4 separate regions of the Sus scrofa genome follow, and all the other regions are linked to region 1. Evidence: chromatin contacts called from public HiChIP or PLAC-seq and promoter capture Hi-C data. All regions are on one chromosome and are shown on one strand. The core of a region is the stretch at or near the end of the contact, and the rest is flanking DNA. Distances in the headings are between cores, read along the strand shown.

Region 1 (3,767 bases), core at 450-2,949:
CCCCCACCCCATGGCTGAATGAGGCGGGGAAAGGAAAAGCTGTTTTGTACGGTTTCAGCATGAAATAACCCGTTCTACCCAGGGAGGGTTTCATATTTCTCATTCTACTTTGTGATACAGAGAAAATTCCAGCTCTTGTTTCCGTAGCAGGCTTATATTAATTCTAATTGCAGAAAATGTTCCCACAGCCAGGCACTGCCCCAGAGCAGCCACCTGGACCAACGTTCCCAACCGCTGAATTGCTTGAGCCGCAGAAGCAGGACGTGTGAGCAAACTGCTGGCAAAATAGCCTTTTTTTTTTTTTTTTTTTTATGGCCTCACCCGCGGCAGATGGAAGTTCCCAGCCAGGGACTGAATCCAAGCCACAGCTGCGACCTATGCCACAGCTGCGGCAACCCACTGCGTCACAGCAGGAACTCCCAAAATAGCTTTTTAATTCAAACCGGTTTGAACTTGTTTAGGAGGAAACGTCTTAGATTCCATGACATCAGTGGTCCACACAAGTAGAAGTTTTTTACCTTAAAAGCAGCCGTGGCAGGAGTTGTGCGGCGGCGCCGCCGAGGCAAGGATCCCGGCTGGCTCTGCCGCAGCGCGGGACCCGGGCCAGGCGCAGTGGGCCCGGGAGTCGCTGTTCTCCGAGGCTGCCTGGGCTGCCCGCCAGGCGCAGCGGGGGGAAGGCTCCCACGGCCGCAGCTGTGGTGTAGGTCGCAGCTGCGGCTCTTATTCGCCCTGCCCCCGAGCGGGAATTTCCATATGCCGCAGGTGCGGCGGGGAAAAAAAAGAAAGAAAGAAAGAAAAACAAACAAAAGCAGTTTCAAAGTCCGCAGAAGCGCGCTCCCCGGCCAGCGCCGGGGCCCCTCGCCCCCGCGCACATCTGGTCTCCCTCCTCCCCCGCCACCCCCGCCCCGGACCCTCCGGCCCGCAGCGCTCAGCGCAGGCCCCGCCCGGAAGCCCCGCCCCTGGCGCTCGGCAGGCGCCTTTTTTCCGGAAGCGGAAGCAGGAGCGGGAGCAGCCGCGGACAGCAGGGAGTGAAGGGAAGGTCCGGCTGGACGGGGTAAGTTTCTCCTTTCTTGTGTAAATGTGTGTTCGCGGTGCGCCTTCCTCCCTCCTCAGGGTGTGGGAGTGACTTCAGGCCTAAGATCCCAGCGCCCGGGCCCCCGCCCCTAGTAGATCCAGATGTTGCCGTTCCTGGTCGGGTTATCTTTTCTTTGGTGTGTGCACTCGCTCTGAGGCTGGTCCCTGCCCTTGGCTTTTCTGCCTTCGGTCCACGTAGAGGCTGTCTTTCTTTCGCTGGGTTCTTTTTCATAAAACCCCGCACTACCTCTGCGGGTCCCCCCCCCCCCGCGCCGGGGTAAACCCCTCTTTCAAGAGGTGGGTTCGGAGCCCCCCCCCGCACCCCCAGACTTTCTGCCCCGCCCCTGGAGGGCAGCTCCAGCCGCCCGGCTCCCGGAGAGTCCGCGTCCTCGCCCTGGTCCTGGGATTCGGGAACCCGCCCTCTCCTGAGACACCCTCCGTCCAGCCCCTCTGTCCTCGCGGCTCCTCAGGCCGGTCCTTCTGTCCCGCAGGCCTCCCCTGCGGAGTCAACCCTTCCCCGCACCCCGCGAAAGGGGAGGTGACCTGGGCCACCGTGTGACGCCCAGTGTTCTACGGTCCCAAATTCCACCCCGCTGGAAAATGTGTTTTTCCAGTAGGCGGGCATTTTATTCAGTCACCATCTCGGTAAATACGTGGGCGATGCGGATCAGGAGAAGCAGAGACAGAAAGCGACTGAGACAAAAATAGAAAACTGAAAAGGAGGAAAGAATGAGGGAAAACCAATGGGGACTTAGAGGATGGGTGAGGGACTTGTAAAGAGGCAGTAAAATGGAATAGATTTAGCTTTGAAAGTCGCAGGTGAATAAAATAGAGAAGTGAGTAAAAAAGCCAGATCTGCAGGAATTGGAAAGCAACTCTTAAAGGGCTAGGGTTTCTTTTAACGGCCTTGAGTGGCAAGAACAAGAAATAAGAAACTTGTCTGAATCCCTCCTGGGACAGTGGGCAGCAGAGGCCTGTCTCTCCCATATGGTGAGGTCTTCCCTGTGTGTGTGTGTGTGTGTGTGTGTGTGTGTGTGCGCGTGTGCACGCAAAAGGGGTAGGTTGATTCTAAGCTTTAAACTGTATCTTTTCAACTTTCAAGATCATCCTCTAAAGACTCACGTGGTCTGAGGAAGAAGCCAGGAAGAGGAGGAAGGCTAAAGACAAGGAGTCAGGAATGGCTTTCTTTCAGGTAAAGTCACATTTTCATTTCATTCTCAGTCTTTCCTTCTTGAAATACCCTTCTTTAGACTCACTCATCTTGTCTGGCCCTAAAGCATCCTGCCTGACAACTGATGTTCACATTCACCTGGCCGGTCCTTCAGGGCCTCTCACCCACTTAGACCTCATCTCCCCTTGACCCAGTGACCTGGAGCTTGTGAAGAGGCCCCCCTGGGCATCATCCTGGGCGGGGCTAGTGGGCAGCAAGGATTGTTTAGGGCTCCAGCTGGATGCACAGTCTGCTCCCTGTCAACCAGGATCAAGAAGCTGCACATGGAAGTCAGGTATTAATATGCACAATACCTGGTAAACGCTAGAAATTAGGTTAATTAGGGGAAATTTGTTCTGACTTTACCTAAAGCAATCGAAGGTAAGTGATTGACTTTAAATATTAATGATGGGAATGGAATCAAAAGTTCAGCAGTTCCCATTGAGGCTCAGTGGTTCACGAATCCGACTAGGAACCACGAGGTTGTGGGTTCGATCCCTGGCCTCGCTCAGTGGGTTAAGGATCCGACTTTGTCATGAGCTGTGGTGTAAGTCACAGACGTGGCTCAGATCCCGAGTTGCTGTGGCTCTGGCGTAGGCCGGCAGCTACAGCTCAGATTAGACCCCTAGCCTGGAAACCTCCATATGCAGCAGGAGCGGCCCCAGAAAAAGGCAAAAAGACAAAAGAAAAAGAAAAAAGAAAGTTCAGAAACAGAAGTGGTGGAGGGTCTTTTTTTCTATCCTCAAATATAAATTATGAAGTCAACCTAAATCTCATGACAGTTGGAAAGTCTTTAAATCACTTTCATCATCTCCATTCCTCAGAGGTTACCTTTTCACTTTGTGTGTTGTGTACTTTTTTTTCATCTTTTCTTTTTAAGGCCGCACCTGCAGCATATGGAAATTCCCACGCTAGGGATTGAATCGGATTTGCAGCTGCCCGCCTACACCACAGCCACACAGCAAGACCAGATCCAAGCTGCACCTGTGACTTATGCTGCAGCTTGTGACAGCACCGGGTCACACCCACAGCCTCATGGATCCTAGTCGGGTTCTTAACCTGCTGAGCCATAGCCAGAACACCTGTGTATTGTATACTTTGACACAGAAATTTTTACCATTGCAAGTTTGAGTCCAGCTTCATTCTTTTGCGGGTAGATCTAGTTTCTGAGTACCATTCATTAATTGAGACCGACCTTTGCCCTTTTTGTGGACTTGGTATCTTCATCAGTACAATTTACACACATTCCAAGAATCAGTCCTTCCTTCCTTCCTTTCCTTCTTTCTTCCCTCCCTTCCTCCCTCCCTCCTGCCCTTCTTTCTTCCTTCCTTCCCCCCCTGACTTTTCTTTTTCTGCACAGCGTATGTACACCACAGCACTGACAGCAGCCAGAGCCGTAACAATGCCAGATCCGTAATCCTCTAGCCACCAGGGAGCTCCCTCCAAGAATAATTTCTGATGTTCTAATGTTTTCCTTTGTTTT
Region 2 (3,767 bases), core at 875-3,374, 900 kb before region 1:
TCTAGGGCCGCATTGTGGCATATGGAGGTTCCCAGGCTAGGGGTCTAATCGGAGCTGTAGCCACCAGCCTACACCAGAGCCACAGCAACACAGGATCCGAGCCGTGTCTGCAACCTACACCGCAGCTCACAGCAACGCTGGATCCTTAACCCACTGAGCAAGGCCAGGGATTGAACCCGAAACCTCATGGTTCCTAGTCAGACTCGTTAACACTGAGCCACGACAAGAACTCCTTTTTTTGGTTTGTTTTGTTTAATGGGAAAATTAATAGGTGTTCCTGTTTTGGCGCAGTGGAAGTGAATCCGACTAGGAACCATGAGGTTGCGGGTTCGATCCCTGGACTCATTCAGTGGGTTAAGGATCTGGTGTTGCCGTGAGCCGTGGTGTGGGTCGCAGATGTGGCTCGGATCCCATGTTGCTGTGGCTGTGCTGCAGGCCGGCAGCTGTAGCTCTGATTTGACCCCTAGCCTGGGAACCTCCATATGCTGTTGGTGTGGCCCTAAAAAGCAGAAGGGGGAAAAAAAAAAGGATCACCTTGCCTGTTCTAAGATGAGATCATACAGGTCAAGGATACAAACAGAGGCAATTCTCGTATCTCAAGTTTGAGATTGGGTCAGCATAATAATGAGAAATCATAGTGAGAAAATGGAACTGACTTCCTGCTTTCACCTTTCGGTTACATGACTTTATCAGGTGCTTTCTGAGAACTGTAATGGCCGATGGGGGTTGAAGATACTTGAAGCAAGTAGGAGAACCTGACGTCTGATCCTGAGCCCATGTTCTCAAGATCCCCGTTTCCCCTGCGTGAGTGAGTGTTCTCACACAGGGCTGGGGTAAGGAGAGGAAGAGAATATGAGGGGGAGCAGGGCTAGAAATGGTTAGTAGGCTTGTAAATGTCTGGCAAAGACTTCTTGATGATGTGAAGACGACGCATGGGGACTGTGAGAAAACTAGCTCTCTGAGGTCATTTTTTGCACAGGACTGTTCGTATTAGTGCCATCTGCAGTATTCAAAAAACTGGAAACCACTCAAAGGTCCACCAGCTGGTGAATGATTCATCTCATTTTGGAGTATCCAACACTGGGATACTAAGCAACAAAAAAGTCTGAACCACTGTCGCTTTAAAGCTGATGCTTTTTAAAAACATTCCTGCTATGTGAAAGAAGCCAGCACATATTGCTCATTTTATTTTTATTTATTTTCATTTCCCTGTCCCCCGGGGATTTGGAGTCCGAGAGCCAGGGATCAGATCCCAGCCACTGTTGCATCTTAAGCTGCAGTTGTGGACAAACCTGTGTCCCCGCACTCCCAAGAGGTGGCCAGTCCCCATGCGGCACAGCAGGAGCTGCACATACTACTAATTTTATGGAAAGAACGCAGACTGATCTATAATGGCACAAGGCAGTTCAGTGCTAGAAGGTAGCATGTTTTGCATTTGGGCAGGGTGAGGACCAAGGTTGAGTAAAGGCTCACAACGTCCACTGTTTCTGCTCACTTTGTGATCGCTGCATCCCCCGTACTATCACTTTTTCAAACCTCGGGTCTTCCCCTCACACTTTCGCCCGCCAGTTCGCAGCAAGCATTTGCTCTGCGGTACGGACAATTTCCTCCAAGATGGCCGCGCCCATGATGCTCCAGTTTAACGGCGCAAACCGTAAAGGACACACTGCGCCACCGTCTTTTTTTTTTTTTTTTTTTTTGTCGCGTATACGATAGTTTTTATAGAGCCTTCTTTTTCGAAATTAACCAGTGATGGAGATGTCCAGAGGTAGTTTTAATTTTTGACCGAGCAGAGACGTCCCAGCCGTCTGAGGATGTACGCCGCGCCCTTTTGGTCGTGGTGGGCTTCGGTCTTAGAAAAATTTGCGCCCTTCACAGTCCCCTTACAGCTAGCAACACCTGTCCATTCAAACGACTCTACCCCCACGTCATGTTTGTATTGTGTGAACTCGAGCCTCTGATAATCTCCCCGTTTTCCGTGAAGGGCTGAAGTGCCGGGAAACTGGAGAGTTCCAGCCACGGCCCCTGACAGTCTGGCTCGGCTTTCTGTACGTCAGGTGTGCAAAGATGGCGGCCCCCTCAGGGCTCCTAAGCAACGGCGGCGGCGCGCGTATATTACCTCATAAAGAAAAGCCGGAAACTCCCAATCCGTTCACCATAGAAACGCGATAGAAACGCTGTTGACCCGTGTCCGTTGGTCTCGGGAGAGGGGGCTGGGCGAGAGGACCAGAAGTGAAAGAAGTTTAGCGAAGTAAGTTAGGCCCGGAAGAGGTCGCTGCAGGTTCAGGAGAGAACCAGGTCGGTGTGAGGGTCGGTCTGTAGAATAGGCGGGGACGGGGACGGTCTGTTGGCCTTTCGGTGGGTTGTGGCTCTTCTGAGTCCGTGAAGGTAGCTTGGGGATGGTGGTTTTTTGGCTTTGGTTTTTTGGGGTTTTTCGTTTTTTTGGAAAGGAACAGGGAAGAGTCTGTGCTGGATGTTGTGATCGGGGCGTCTTTGGGGTCCATCAAAGGGGACTCTGGTGGTTAACGATTAAACGTCTGAACAGATGAAGCTGTCCTGAGGTCAGCGTTCAGGGTCTTCACGGGCCACTCTCCCTGCAGGTGACTGACACCTGGTTGGAGGGGCGGGGGGCGCTTGTCGAATGATTGCGGCTTCTTGTTCAGGGTCTCGAAGAATTTGGAGCCCGAAGGTCGAAGAACCGTTAAGGAGGTCCGCGTGCGCGTGTATCAGGTCTGGTTTGGTCTTAATCCGGTGGGGCGGTTATCACCGTCTTTTGTGCCGAGAGGTGGGACAGCAGAAGGTCTGGAGGCTGGGGAGTCCTGGTAGGTGCGTACGTTGAGCTCAGACTTTGGCAGCTGGGACAGACTTGAAGGTTAGTTAACATTTCTTAAAAGCTTCAGGTCCAAGTCTCTTTCTTCACCAGCACCCATTTTTCTCCTCCCTTTTGGCTCCCTCTATCACCCATTCTTTTGAATCCAAAGAAATGAAGAAAGTTTGGGGGAAGATGAACGATTTTGCATATTTAAATATAGTAAGCTTTTAAATTAGATTTCTATTGTAAATTGACTGATTTCATTTCAGCTTCTATATGCGAATATATAAAGGCTGCTGTTTTCCCAGTGCGTGTGTGTGTGTGTGGTGTGTGTGTGTGTGTACACACATATTTGTCTTTTTAGGGCCGCAACCTTGGCATATGGAGGTTCCCAGGCTAGGGGTCAAATTGGAGCTGTAGCTGCCCACCTACACCACAGCTCACAGCAATGCCAGGTCCTTAACCCACTAAGCAAGGCCAGAGATCAAACCTGCAACCTCATGGTTCCTAGTCAGATTTGTTTCCACTGTGCTACAATGAGAACTCCTCTTTGTGTGTGTGTGTGTGTGTGTGTGTGAGTGATCGTGGTTCTCATATTGAAGTGTGCATATAAACAGGGTGTACGAGCATTTTTTTAAAGGAGGTATGAGAGCAACAAAGTTTAAAGGAAAAATTTATACTTCCTCATTGCCCTTATGACCTCATTTCTATAATTTTTCTGAAAATTACCTGCCACTGAAATATGGTGCTATGTTGATTCTCCTTTGCCACTTTCCCTTTCGAATTCATGCCACTTCCACATATTCAGGGACTAAGTTTTATTGGCCTGAGCTGTGAAGTCTCCTAGGGAACCAAACGAGGGACGGAAATACTGGGGACCACGTGTTAAGGTAAGTGGGCAGCAAGAAGGACTATAATCCTAAAGGAAATTTTGCTTTTCAGCTCACAGGTCCCA
Region 3 (3,767 bases), core at 378-2,877, 880 kb before region 1:
ATTTACCCTCCCCATGCCTTTTTCTTCATCCCTGATGTCACATATGTTTCTGTTTTTGCCTTTTTAGAACTTTTATCAGATCTCTTTGAGTAGTTCTGCTGGCAACAAATTCTAGGTTTTATTATCAGTGGAGTTCTTCCTTTCGTCTCTATCCAGAATTATTTCCTTTGACATCCTTTGACATAATAAAGATATTTAAGAGTTCCCTGGTGGCCGGATAGGTAAGGATCTGGCATCATCACTGCTGTGGCTTGGGTCACTGCTGTAGAATGGGTTGATCCCTGGCCTAGGCATATCTGCATGCCAGGGGCACAGCCAAAAAAAGGGAGCATATTTTAATATTTAATCCAGTTTAAAGTGGTGAGTTCTGCTTTTAGCAAAAAAAAAAAAAAAAAAAAAAAAAAAAATCCCATATAGTGTTGTGGCACTATTCAATCCCCAGCTCTGTGCTGAGTAATTCATTCCTTTAAAAAATGTTTTTATTTTATTTTTTATTTTTGTCTTTTGTCTTTTTAGGGTCTCACCCTCGGCATATGGCGGTTCACAGGCTAGGGGTCTAATAAGAGTTGTAGCCACCAGCCTACACCACAGCCACAGCAATGCCAGATCCTTAACCCATTGAACAAGGCCAGGGATCAAACCTCATGGTTCCTAGTTGGATTTGTTTCCGCTGCACCACAATGGGAACTCCTAAAAATGTTTTGGATCCAGCTGGATGCAGCTCGGATCCAGTGTTGCTGTGTTTGTGGGTTAGCCCTCATATGCATCTCGGATTCGACCCCTAGCCTGGGAACTTCCATATGCCGATGTTCAGCTCTTAAAAAAAAAAAAAATAAAATGTTTTTTGAGCATTATTTTGCCAGGCTCTGCTTTTGTCTCTGGAGAGACTTCAGTGAACAAACAAGCAAAGTCATGGGCTTCATGGAACGTAAAGTCTCGTGAAGCCTCCTGAGTAAAACAGGAGAATGTCAGTTCTGAAAAATGCTATGGAGAAATTTTAAGCCTAGTATATGGGCTGTAATGGAGGAGCTTCATTTATTTTTGGAAGGAAACCCAGACATACACTTGCACCTTCACTTCATCACCCTGCCCACTAGAGGTTGCTCTGTATCCACTCCCATGTGGGTATTAGCATTTTTATCCAACTCTGCCTGGGCTTCGCCTTTTCTTTTTTCTTCTTCTTCTTTTTTTTTTTTTTTTTTTTTTTTTTTTGCTACACCCATGTGGCCTGCGGAAGTTCCCAGGCCAGGGATCGAACCTGCGCCACAGCAGCGACCTGAGCCACAGCAGTGATACCAGATCCTTAACCTGCTGAGCCACAACAGGAACTCAGCCTTCACCTCTTCAGTGGCTGTCTTGCTTCCTTCCCAAAGACCTTACCCACTCCACACACAACTGCTCTCTCCCCAAACCTAAGATTTTTAGTGACCACTGCTTTTATCAACTCTGCGGCCGCTGCCTTTCCAGTGATGTCTCGGCTTCTACCTTTTAAAATCTTTCCAGGTCTCCTAGGATCTGAGCCCTTTTCTGCCGTACAGACATGAGTCTTGTTCCAAGATGGCCGCGCCCATGGTACTCCATAGCGCTTCCGATCTGAAGTACACAAAGGGCGTCGCCATCTTTCTTGGTTCCCCAGCAGGCTGAACGAGCCATGTTGGCCTTGGAGAGGCATCTGCCTCCGAAATCTTACATTTAGTACATCACTGCTGACTGTCCCTCGCAACCAGGAGGTGAAAGCTTTGAGGCGGTCAGGAACGATTTCTCCCCACAGCCGTGATGGCCCCGCCCATCCAAACGTCAATGTGGGCGGGGCCGTGTTACGTCACAGAGCGGAGCCCGCAGTTGGAACTCGGAAACCCCGGCAACGCGCCAAGGTTCTCGTGGGATTCCCCGGTCCCAGGTGGTCAGCGTCTCTAGGGACCGCAAAGGAGGGCGTCCGGACAGAAAGTGGTTTTCTGGTCGTGGGCTCAGCCTTTCGTCGCTCCCAGTGGTACCTGAAGAGGTTGAGATTAGGTGAGTTGGATTCTGGGCTTGGATTCGTGGTCTGTGGGGTTCTATGAAGCTGAGCGTGTGTAAAAGACCGTAGTTTGGATTTTATTTAGATTCAGCCCCTGAGCGTTTGTGATGGAGCCTTTAGTAATCAGTGATTAAGAGTCTGAAGAAATCGTCGGCCGAGAGTCCGATTGGCACTATTTGAGGTCTACTTGGATCACTCTGCTTAAGAGACTCAGTGGTTGAAAAAGCGGTGGAAAGTTTGAACGCGGTGTCTGGTCTGGGTTCCAGATGTAACGTGGGACTCTGTTGAAGTCCGGGTTAGCGGGATGTCCTTGTTGGTTTCTTGGGCATGTCTGGAGTTTAATGTGGCATTTAATATAGGACTCAGTCAAGAGACTTGTGCCTGGCGCGCTCACTATTTGGGGAGGTTCAGGGCCCCCTGGAGAATCTGTAGGCTGGCTTAGGATCAGACTTTGAATGCGGGGAAACAGGCTTGAGGGCTGCATTTCTCCAGTTCATTCAAATACAATTCTCTCCTTCAAGTCTGCCCTCAAGGACTTGACTAAAAATTTTTTTTCTCTCTCACACTGCCGCGTTCAGCGCTGCAGGGCAACGGGGAAATCCTGGACTGTGGGGTCTAACAAAACACACGAGACTCTTTTACAGAAAGAAAGTGGGGGACCAGGAGGCCCTCCGTTCCACAGAACAGAGGCGCCTAGGCTTTAGTCCTCATGACTTGTATTAGGGAAGGTGACGTAGGTTCCTGAGCAAAATCAGGTGCAGGCAATGACAAAGCCATCTCTGAGTGAATAACAGAGGAAACGACTAGCAGCTAGTGACAGGTGCATCCCTCCAGGGCATCGTGCAGCTGCTCCTGGTTCATGTATGACTCCCTTATCTTGCGTTTGAAGGAGACCCTGTACCTGAGAACTCTGCGTCAGCAGTCCTTAGCTTGCTGTGCTTTTGCATGTGCGCCAAGTTTGCCTTCTGCAGAGTTCAGCAGTTCCGTGGTCTCCAACAAACAGCTCTGTAAGAAACTGCTGAACTGTCTTCCAAAGTGGCTGTACCGTTTTGCCATCGGCAATATGTTAGAGGGCCTATTGCTTCATATCCTCTGCAGCATTCGGTGTTTCCGTTTTTGAGTTTTGGCTATTCTAATAGATGGGCAGTGGTATCTCATTGTTCTAATTTGTAATTCCCTTATTACGTATGATGTGAAACATCTTTTCACATGCTTACTTGCTTTCCATGTATCTTCCTTGGTAAGGTGTCAGTTCAGGTCTTTTGGTCATTTTTCAATTGGGTTGTGTGTGTTTTTTTTTTTTCCTTAATTTTTTTTAATGGCCACACCCACCGCATATGGAAGTTCCTGAGCTAGGGATTGAACCTGTGCCTCTGCAGAGACCCAAGCTGTTGCCATCAGATTCTTAACCCAGTGCACCACAGTGGAAACTCCAGGTGGTATTTTCTTATTGTTAAGGGTTTTTTTTTTTTTTTTTTTGTCTTTTCTAGGGCCACACCCGCGGCATATGGAGTTTCCCAGGCTAGGGGTCGAATCGGAGCTGTAGCCACCAGCCAACACCACAGCCACAGCAATGAGGGATCCAAGCCATGTTTGTGACCTACACCACCAAAGCCAGATCCTTAACCCACTGAACAAGGCCAGGGATTGAACCCGCAGCCTCATGGTTCCTAGTCGGATTCATTAACCACTGCACCATGAGGAGAACTCCTTTACTGTTAAGTTTTTAAGAGGTCTTTGTATATTCAGG
Region 4 (3,767 bases), core at 640-3,139, 820 kb before region 1:
TGGCCTTGCTCAGTGGGTTCAAGGATCTGGCATTATCTTGAGCTGTGGTGTAGGTTGCAGATGCGGCTCGAATCCCGCATTGCTGTGGCTCTGGCGTAGGCCTGCGGCTACAGTTCCGATTAGACCCCTAGCCTGGGAACCTCCATATGCCGTGGGAAGCAGCCCTGGAAAAGGCAAAAATACAAAAATAAATGAATAAATAAATTTTAGTGGAGTATATTTGACTTAGAAAGTTGTGTTAGTGTCATACCAGTGTTAATCTCTCCATTTGACAAATGTACCATGATTATATAAAATATTCATATGAGAGGTAGTCAAATGAAGGTCCATGTACACACGTTGTAGTACTTTGTGACGTCTATGTAAGTCTAAATTTTCTCCAAATTAAAAGCTTATTTAAAGTAGGTATAATATATATATCAGTTATATGTCAATATAGATGTAAAAAAGGATGTAATCTAATTTCATCTCGCATTATAAACATGTTTCCATATTATAAAATGTTTTAGATATTCATGGCTATAATAATACCATGGGTGAATAAGTTGGATGATAATTTCAGCCACATTAAAGTATCCGTTAAACTGGGGTGTCCTTGAATAACAACATATTCAATTATGCTCAGTTTACATTATGATCCTCTTATTATCCAAAATCTTACATTCTTACCACAAGATTTGTTGTGCTATTTTTCTTGTATGTCCCAGACATCCTCACTTATTTTTAATCCTAGGTAGTTTATAATTTTGCAGTTGTAGGGATTTTTTGTTTGTTTGTGTGCGTGTTTGTTTTTTAGGGCCGCACACATGGCATATGCAAGTTCCCACGCTAGGGGTTGAATCGGAGCTACAGCTGCCAACCTACACAGCCTCAGCAATGCAAGATTGTTGCGAGACATGTTTTTATAATATTTTCTTAGCCTCTTTGCTGAAAACTCCATCTTGTCCGTCCTTACTTTGTCCCGTCTTCCTGCTTGAGAAACAGTCAGGGTGATGGTAAATGACTTAAGCTTAAGAACAAAGATCTAAAGGCATGGGTTATTCGCGGGGTCAGCAAAAGTAACTGGATAGTTGTTTTATTATTGTTGGATTTTGATAACTCTTTATAAATGCTGAATATAAGTCCTTTATCAGATGTTAAATATGTAAATATTTTCTCCTAATCTCTGGCGCTACTCATTACTTTCTTAAAGTTGTGTTTAGAAATACAAAGGTTTGGAGTTCCAGTGATGGCGCAGCGGAAACAAATCTGACTAGGAACCATGAGGTTGCAGGTTCGATCCCTGGCCTCACTCAATGGGTTGAGGATCTGGCATTGCCATGAGCTGTGGGATGTCCATTTACTGAATGCATTGCCTTTTCTTTTTCCAGGAGTTCCTTCTCTGCTGCTATACCAACCGCTGAACTTTTGGTCCATTGCAAACCTGCCTCTCTCGGTTTAAAATACACACTGTAAAATAAAGCCCATGGCAATATTCCTTTTCTGCCCAGTCCGCAAAACGAAGTTTAGGTAACTCCACATTTGCTTCACAAACCTTGAGTCTCTAAAAATCTGCTAATTTCTGAAGAGTCGAAGTGCCAGGAAATTAGATAAATTCAGCGGCGTCTTGCCTTCCCTGCCATCCCTGACTCTGGGAACCCAAACCCACCCCTTGGCCTTCCGTACGTCAGGCGTCCCAACATGGCCGCTCACTGGGTCCTCTGCAACTTGGGCGCGGACATATTGCCTCACTAAGAGCTGCCGGAAATCCGGTCTTCCGCGTTTCCCCAAACGCTTCAGACCCTCTTCGGCCGCCATAGGCGGACGAAAACACTGGGGAGACGGAGTAGAAATTGTTCTTGAAAGCGTTACCTTTAGACTCTCGTGGGAGGGAGAAAGTCCGGTCAGTGTGTGCATTTGTCCCGTGAAGTTTTGTGTGTTTTTTGTCCCATAGGAGGTGACGTCACGCCCACTGGTTGGACGTGGTGTAGTGTGGACAGAGTTATTGGAGGGTTTGGGGAAAGCGCCATGGTGAAGGTGTTTGAGAGGAGCGAGGAGAGCGTCTGCCGCGTCAGTCAGGTTGGGGTACCTTGGGCGGTGGTCGTTAAAACGATTAAGAATTTGCAGAGATCATGGACTGTGTCTCCACTCTCAGGGTCTGGGCGTCTTTGCAGGTCGCTCTGTTAAGGATGCAGGTGGCATTTATGATGATCACGGTTCAGGTTGAGGTTCGGGAACGGGGCTCAGTGATATTCGTGCCGTGGTTGATGGTTTTCACATGGGGGTGTCTGTCCCAGGTTTCGTATTAATGATGAGATGTGCAGTCACTGTCTCTGGTACAGAGAGGCTTGTTAGAGCTGAAGCTATGGACGCCTAGGATTTCTGACTGGTGGTTTGACAAGTTCCAACCTGGGCGGATGGGTGGGAAGACGTTACAGTCCGGAGGAGTTTGAAACGACGTTTTTTCGCTTTTTATTCAGGGGTTGAGTAACTGCAGAGAGTTACTAATCCTGCCAAGCCAATCTCTTGTGTTTCTCTTTGTCTGCTTTCGCCCTGCAAAGGCAGAATTGGGTCCTTGTGACAGATTTTTAAATTTTTTAAAGTTTTTATAGTTTTTTTTGGCCGTGCCTGCGGCATGGGAAAGTTCCTGGGCCAGGGATGGAATCCAAGCCACAGCAGTGACAACGTAGGATCCTTAACCCGCTGAGCCACCGGCGAACTCCCTTTGTGACAGATCTTAACCCTCAAAGGAGAAATATATACTATCTATCCCTTTGTAGAAAACGTTTGCTAATGCCTGCCTTCACCCACTTAACATACAGCAGCGTTCACTTGCTTATTTGCCTGACACACATTCACACTTTCTTACTTGCTAATAGAATCTCTATTTTATTTATTCGTCTAGCCTTCTGGCAGGATATATGGCAATACTAATCAGTCATAGTTAATTATAGTGGTTCCAGTTGCCATTGCTAGTGATCAAATTAGTATGAAATGAGCTTAGGTTTTTTTTTAATCTTTTTAGGGCCGCCCCCGCAGCATATGGAGATTCCCAGTCCAGGGGTAGGATTGGGCATGTAGCTGCTGGCCTACGCCAAAGTCACAGCAACGCTGGATCCTTAACCCACTGAGCAAGGTCAGGGATTGAACCTGTGTCCTCATGGCTGCTAGTCAGATTTGTTTCCGCTGAGCCGCGACGGAAACTGTGAAATGAGCTTAAGTATATGGTGCAGTTCTAGCCAGCAATCTACGTAAAAATCTGCTGGGGGATTTGTGGGGGTAACATTACTTTTACAGAAGTAATTCTTTGAATCTCTTTTTCTATGTTGATGATATTTTCTGAATAGAACCTTCATTTTCTGTCCAGTTTCTAATTCATTCTTATCTCAATGCATTGGCTCTACTCTCCATTACAGTGTAGCAAAGCAAGTGGGGATAGTGGACGTCTATGTCCTGTTGACTCTCCTAAAATTCACCTGCTATATTGTCTGGAGTTAAGATGTTTCTATGAGGGTAAGATCATAAAATTATGAATTCATCCAGGATTTCAAATGTAATGACATAAAAACATTCATTGTATTCTTTCAAGACAGAAGAGTTTGTATTTTATCTGGTTTATGTCCTCTGTTAATTCCTTATATTCTTCATTTGCAGCAGGTATCTATCTCACTACTAATGTATATGTCTTATTGGTGGTCTTTTTTTTTTTTTTTCCTTTGGCTGTGCCTGAGGCATGTGGAAATTCCAGGGCCTAGGATTGAACTTGCGCCACAGCAGAGACCCAAGCT

Evidence for each region. Promoter capture Hi-C pulls out the DNA fragments that hold promoters and counts their contacts. HiChIP or PLAC-seq counts read pairs in DNA pulled down with a chosen protein or histone mark.
Region 2: a promoter capture Hi-C map of fetal liver shows a contact between it and region 1, with 8 times the contacts expected there. The contact joins the promoter of ZNF432 here to the promoter of LOC110261368 in region 1. A contact is called at or near these places in 2 of 5 promoter capture datasets (fetal liver and liver), 3 of 47 Hi-C or Micro-C datasets (embryonic fibroblasts, fibroblasts and subcutaneous adipose tissue) and 1 of 2 datasets of contacts at active chromatin or transcription factors (alveolar macrophages).
Region 3: an H3K27ac HiChIP or PLAC-seq map of alveolar macrophages shows a contact between it and region 1. The contact joins the promoter of ZNF614 here to the promoter of LOC110261368 in region 1. A contact is called at or near these places in 2 of 5 promoter capture datasets (fetal liver and liver), 2 of 47 Hi-C or Micro-C datasets (heart right ventricle and skeletal muscle) and 1 of 2 datasets of contacts at active chromatin or transcription factors (alveolar macrophages).
Region 4: a contact with region 1 is called in a promoter capture Hi-C map of liver, with 6 times the contacts expected there. The contact joins the promoter of ZNF615 here to the promoter of LOC110261368 in region 1. A contact is called at or near these places in 1 of 5 promoter capture datasets (liver) and 1 of 2 datasets of contacts at active chromatin or transcription factors (alveolar macrophages).

The regions. Positions count from the first base shown.
Region 1 is chr6:57,255,329-57,259,095 of Sscrofa11.1, reverse strand. LOC110261368 reads right to left here and starts at 1,699. Exons shown (of 3, transcript XM_021097569.1): 1 at 1,618-1,699; 2 at 519-1,105. The coding sequence starts at 1,699. It overlaps LOC100624467 (zinc finger protein 347), which reads left to right and starts at 551. Exons shown (of 4, transcript XM_021097261.1): 1 at 551-1,054; 2 at 2,177-2,266. The coding sequence starts at 2,252.
Region 2 is chr6:58,151,048-58,154,814 of Sscrofa11.1, reverse strand. ZNF432 (zinc finger protein 432) reads left to right here and starts at 2,124. Exons shown (of 5, transcript XM_021094922.1): 1 at 2,124-2,251; 2 at 3,755-3,767.
Region 3 is chr6:58,132,803-58,136,569 of Sscrofa11.1, reverse strand. ZNF614 (zinc finger protein 614) reads left to right here and starts at 1,627. Exons shown (of 3, transcript XM_021097260.1): 1 at 1,627-2,013.
Region 4 is chr6:58,077,179-58,080,945 of Sscrofa11.1, reverse strand. It overlaps ZNF615 (zinc finger protein 615), which reads left to right and starts at 1,889. Exons shown (of 7, transcript XM_005653321.3): 1 at 1,889-2,058. The coding sequence starts at 2,008.